Linked DNA regions of Oryctolagus cuniculus: region 2 is linked to region 1. A link is a contact called in public Micro-C data. All regions are on one chromosome and are shown on one strand. Each heading gives the region's core, a stretch centred on a gene start, on an enhancer-like site or on the middle of the called end of the contact. The rest is flanking DNA. Distances are from core to core; before and after follow the strand shown.

Evidence for each region. Hi-C and Micro-C count contacts between places; a contact is called where the count stands out from the background.
Region 2: a contact with region 1 is called in a Micro-C map of ear pinna, with 6 times the contacts expected there. The contact joins the promoter of NPM3 here to the promoter of HPS6 in region 1. A contact is called at or near these places in 2 of 6 Hi-C or Micro-C datasets (ear pinna and an unstated tissue).

The regions. Positions count from the first base shown.
Region 1 is chr15:27,844,615-27,847,314 of mOryCun1.1, reverse strand. HPS6 (HPS6 biogenesis of lysosomal organelles complex 2 subunit 3) reads left to right here and starts at 1,316. Exons shown (of 1, transcript XM_051824131.2): 1 at 1,316-2,700. The coding sequence starts at 1,439.
Region 2 is chr15:28,126,171-28,129,030 of mOryCun1.1, reverse strand. It overlaps NPM3 (nucleophosmin/nucleoplasmin 3), which reads right to left and starts at 1,550. Exons shown (of 6, transcript XM_002718668.5): 1 at 1,394-1,550; 2 at 1,007-1,092; 3 at 675-794; 4 at 449-542; 5 at 1-86. The coding sequence starts at 1,511. OGA (O-GlcNAcase) reads right to left here. Exons shown (of 16, transcript XM_008270388.4): 16 at 2,411-2,860.

The DNA.
Region 1 (2,700 bases), core at 67-2,566:
GTGGAGACAGCTGGAGGTTGTCAAATGTCTCAGAGAAAACAGGAAATAAAATGACCCTGGAAGACCTCAGCACAGGCTACTTTGGGAAAGTGGTGGCTTGAGGAGTGAACAGGAGAGAAAGCAGCACAGGATGCAAGTGCAGAGGACCTCTGCAAGAAATGCCTGAGGGGCTTGCACTGTGGCACAGTGGGTTAAGCTACCGTTGCCTGTCCCGGCTGCTCCACTTCAGATCCAGCTTCCTGCTAATGCGCTTGGGAAAGCAGTGGAAGATGGCCCAAGTACTTGGGTGCCAGCACCCACATGGGAGACCCAGAAGAAGCTCTTGGCTCCTGGCTTCCACCTGGCCCAGCCCTGGCCATTGCAGCCATTTGGGGAGTGAATCATCAGATGGAAGATCTCTCTCTCTCTCTCTCTCTCTCTGCCTCATCCTCTCTCTCTGTAACTCTGACTTTCAAATAAATAAATAACTTGAAAGAAAGGAAGAAAGAAGGGTCGAAAGAAACAACTGAGAAAGGAAAGAAAGTGGGAGTGATGGGCTGGAGGGTATAAAGATGAGGAGGAAAGAATGCATTTCTAGACAGGACAGGTAGGAGCGTGTTTCTGTGCTGTCAGCGAGAGGAGAGAATGAGGCTGATGAAGCAGGAATGGATGCAGGGCCAGGACTCCTGGAGAGGGAACAGCATGCCAGGGAGAAGGCTATCCAGGGTGGGAGGGTCCCTGCACGTAGGGTGTAGGAGGGATAACACAGAGACTCCATGCATCCAGAGTATGCTGTCTTTTTTTTCCTTCCCTTCCCAAACTGACTTGTTGATATGGTAAGGTAGTTCGGTGCACTGACCCTGGAGCCAGGTTGCTGTGGTTGGAACCCTAACTCCCACACTGAGTACCTGCGTGATCTTGGCCAAGTTAATTAATCTCTCTGCTTCATCTTCCTTGTCTGTAAAAGGGCCGGGGAGGAGGGGAGAGCTGTCCCTTAGTAAATGCTAGGGAGGTGTTGCTGTTAGGACTTTCCGCTAGCCTGCTACCCCCATGACAGTGAGGTCTTCCGTGTTGTTCCAGGCTGTCTACTCAGAACCTGGCACACTGTAGGTGTTCAATACAAAATGTTGACTCAGTGAGCAAGGCGAGGTGAGAGCGAGGCCAGGCGGGCAGCAGTTTGGGGCGGGGATCCCGACTCCTGGATCCAGCCCTGGGCCACTTGGCCCCACGGGCGAGGTCCCGGGCGCCGAGACCCTTGGGTGCGGCCAAGGCCCCTCCCTCGCGGGCGTGTCGCGAACCCGGCAATCCCCGAGCTCGCCGGGGCGTGGCGCGGCGGGGCGGAGCCGGCCTCGGCCCACCTCATCCGCGGGGGACGGAAGTCTCTCCGGCCGACTCTCGACCCCTCCTTGGGCTCCGCGGACCGAGCGCCGAGCCTCGCCCCACGGGGGCTGGCGGCACCATGAAGCGCGTGGGGACTCTGCGCCTGCTTTCGGACCTGAGCGACTTTAGCGGCGCCGCCCGGCTCCGCGAGTTGCTGGCTGGGGACCCCGCGGTCCGAGTGCGCTGCAGCCCGGACGGCCGCCACCTGCTGCTGCTGCGACCCCCGGGGGCACCGGCGCCGCAGCTGCTGGTGGCCGTGCGTGGAGCCGGCGCGGAGCTGGAGCGGGCCTGGTCCGCGGGCCAGCCCTCTCCGCTGGACGCCTTCTTCCTGCCGTGGCCCGCTGGACCGGCGCTGGTCCTGGTGTGGGAGAGCGGCCTCGCCGAGGTGTGGGGCGCGGGAGTGGGGCCAGGCTGGCGCCTGCTGCAGAGCACCGAGCTGTGTCCGGCCGGCGGGGCCCGCGTGGTGGCCGTGGCGGTGGCCCGTGGCCGCCTGGTGTGGTGCGAGCAGCGTCTGCCCGGCGCTGAGGACCGGTGCAGGCCGCCCACAGCCGCTTTCAGCCACTGCGTGTGCGTGCGGACCCTGGAGCCCAGCGGCGAGGCCGGCACCAGTCTGGGCCGCACACACGTCCTGCTGCACCACTGCCCCTCCTTTGGGCTGTTGGCCTCCCGCAAGGACCTCTTCCTGGTGCCCACTGCTTCCACCTGGCCTGGCGTGGCCCACGTTCTGCTCATCTGGAGCCCAGGCAAGGGCAAGGTGAAAGTGGCTTCCCCGCATCTTGGCCTCTCACACAGTAAGAGCCTGAATCCCGGACGAGGGGACACATGGGACTTCCGGAGCCTACTCCGAGGCCTGCCTGGGTTGCTGTCTCCCAGGGAGCCCCTGGCTGTGCACACGTGGGCTCCTGCCCCCCAGGGCCTACTGTTGCTGGACCTCAAGGGCACTGTGAGCCTGGTGCAGTCCCATGGTGGAACCCGGGCCGTGGGCACCCTGCAGGAGGCCCCTGGAGGCCTCAGGGGGTCTGCAGCCCTGGGAACCTTCCCTGGAACCCTGGCCTGTGTGCTGGGCTCTGCCTTGGAGCTGCTGGATCTGAGCAGTGGGCAGCTCCTGGAGAGGAAGGTCCTAAGTACAGACAGGGTGCACCTGCTGGAACCCCCAGTCCCTGGCATGGAGGAAGAGGAAGAGCTGGAGACGCGAGGGGGTCTTCGTTTGCTTTCTGCCTTGGGTCTGTTCTGTGTGGGCTGGAAAGCCCCCCCGGGCCTCGAGGTGCCTTCGGCCAAAGACCTGGTGTTCGAGGAGGCCTGTGGGTACTACCAGCGGCGGAGTCTGCGAGGGGCCCTGCT
Region 2 (2,860 bases), core at 301-2,800, 280 kb before region 1:
CAGGATGGGGCACAACTCAGCTTCATCCTCTTCACTCTCCTCTTCATCGCTCTCCTCTTCCTCAGAGATATCATTGCTTATGGTGACTGGGAGGCAGACAGTGTGGGGTGGGTTAAAGCCAGACCCCGGTCACACCACACCATGCTCTGTGCCACTAGGTTTCCAGGGACCCTGACCCCCCAGAGCTCCCAGGTCTAGCTGGGGAGAGCCCAGGTTCTCCAACTGGGTGACAAAAGCCAAGAGAGGCCACGTCACTGGAAGAGCTGGGACAGGCTCCCTGGAGGAGAGGCAGCAAATGGAGGGCGCGTACTGGAGGAGGCACGGCCTGCGGGGCACTCAGGCTACATGCGGCTGCACCTGCAGACGTGGCCAGGACGAGACAGGAGTGTGACGGGGAGGAAGGCCACGTGGGGAGACCACCAGAGGCGAAGGAGAGCCCCCCCCTCACCAATCTGGTGTCGCCCAGTGATCCGCACAGGGCCGGAGCCCGACTTCAGGCGGAAGGTTACAGGTGGCTGGAGCTGGAAGTCATCCAAGCTGAGCTGGGAGGAAGACAAGGAGGAAAAGTCTGGTCCACCAGGCCTTGTGTGACCAGTACTGAAGTCTACACACACCCACCCACACACACACACACATGCACACACGCGTGCACGCGGTACGCTTGGGGCACTCACCATGGGTTGACAGGACAACCTGAGGTTGGCCACAGGGACAGCAATTTCCTGGTGGTCGTGGTTCCGGGCCACAACCTCCACCACATTACACTCGTCCTTGGCCCCCTCGGTGAGGCAGAGCTGGGAAGGGTACACAGGGCCTCAGGGTCTCCTCGAGGCAGGGAGACCACCACATGTGAAGCCATCTACCCTAGAATCTGCCGTCTCGGAGGTCCCTGGATCCCCTGGCCAGGGGAGCTGCCCACGTCTGGGGTCGGGGGTGGGATGGGGGAGAGGTCCAAAGCGCTGCCTGCCCAGGTGTACTCCTCGCCACCCCCTCTTCTGCCCCTCACCATGGTCAATGCCAGCACGTGCTCTGCATCATCCTCTTCCTCTACCTTGAAGGTGAAGGAGCGCGTGTGCCCGGAGAGCTCACAGCCTGGGAGAGAGTGTGAGTATGCGTGACTGCGTGTCTGGGGGCGAAGGGGCGTCTCACCAAGCCCCGGTCACGTGCAGCCATGGACTGACTGGCCACCAGAACCCTGGGGCCGCCCCGCCCATCCGGAGCAGGGGTCCCTCCGCTGCCTGCCACTCGAAAGGCCGGAGCCAGGCTCCCTGTCCGCGACGAACAGCGAAGCAGCCCTCCGCCCCACCCACGTCGCGCACCCATCCGCATTCCTGTTCCTTCCCTCCACCTCGGGCGCCCCAGCACCGCCCTCAGCCTCTCCTCTCCCCAATACCGAAGAAAAAACTGTCCATCATGACTGGGGCCGGGACCCGGAGACCTCCGACGCCCCCGGCACGGACACGGCTCTCCTGGCTCAAGACCGCTAAGGCGGCTGCAGCGCCGGCGGCCATGCTGCAAGGGTAGTGTCCAAATCCCGCCCCCGACACGTACAAAGCGAGGGACCTTGGCCCAGTTCCGGCCCCGCCTATTAAAGGAGACGCTCAGTGTGGGAGAGAGGAGGCATCCTAACCGAACTGGCAGCTCCGGCCGGTCTCGCCCAGGAGTGCGCCGCCTCCGCTCAAACCTGCGTCAAGACCGCAGAGGTAACTGCTCGGAAGGACGCATCGGGGGTAATGTTCCTTTCCTCCGTCACCTGCACCTCCTGGCACCCCGTACAGTGTCGCCTGTGCGCCAACCCGGAGTAAGCTTTCGTTAAAGGAGGTGCGGTGTGAACACCTCCCCTGCTCCCTCCCTCCGCAAAGGCGGGGCTGAGAGGAGGGCTCCTCTAGGGGAGAGCTCAAGTTTGTGGGCCAAGGAAGATCCCTTGCTTGAGGAACCCCCGGCCAAGTCCCATTCTCAGCTCTCTAGCAGACACCCTCTCTACGGGCCCTGCGGCTTGCTCCTGCGGCTTGCTCCGCAGATGGGCCAGTTAGGAGGGCTGTGACGGGCAGCTGATCCTGGCATTCCAGCAATTCCAAGTCAGCTCAGGAACACCCTTCAGCCTTCACATTTTTTCTCACAAAACCTGGGCCACTCCCTCCATCTTTCACCTCCTTATTAAGAAATAAGGCAAACTCTGTGTTGCCTATCCTGTTAGATCGCACAATCTCAGACTGGCTGCACTACTTCATAAACTGGGCATGCCTAAAATGCAGTCCGCTTTGCTTCTGCCTTGCTTTGTGGGAAATCTGGAAGGAGCCTGCAGGGGAGGGGTGCCTGCAAGCGCAGCCTCTAACTTGGGGCAGCCGTGGGCTGAGGGGCATCTGGGCTGAGGGGCATCGGAGAAGCAGATTCACACAGCACAACAATACACGCATTCACTTCAAGTTTTATTTTGCCTCTTGCATGGTCTTCAGATAGTTTTACAGTTCGTATTCTATAGGAACTGAGCTGTGATCTAAACAATCAATGAAATGTCATTCCAACTTTAATAAATACTCATAACCACAGAAGGTAGTATAGCTCTTTATGATCCTAGAGTGATGACGGTATAGACCCAGACATCTGTTTCATATGGTTAACAACTGTGACCAGAGATAAGCCAAAATGATTCTTAAAACCAAGATAAAACCAAAAGCAACTTGCTGAAAACCCTGATTGCTGATGAGGCTGACCCTGGAATCCTCCAGATAAAATGCTAGAACTGTCCACAAGCGTTTGAGATGCACTCAGGAAACTTCGGCCTAAGTTTTAAATAGTTATCTTGGGATTTTCCCTTTACCTCAGCTCTCAAAAATGCAAACCTGGCTCCAGCTGTTCA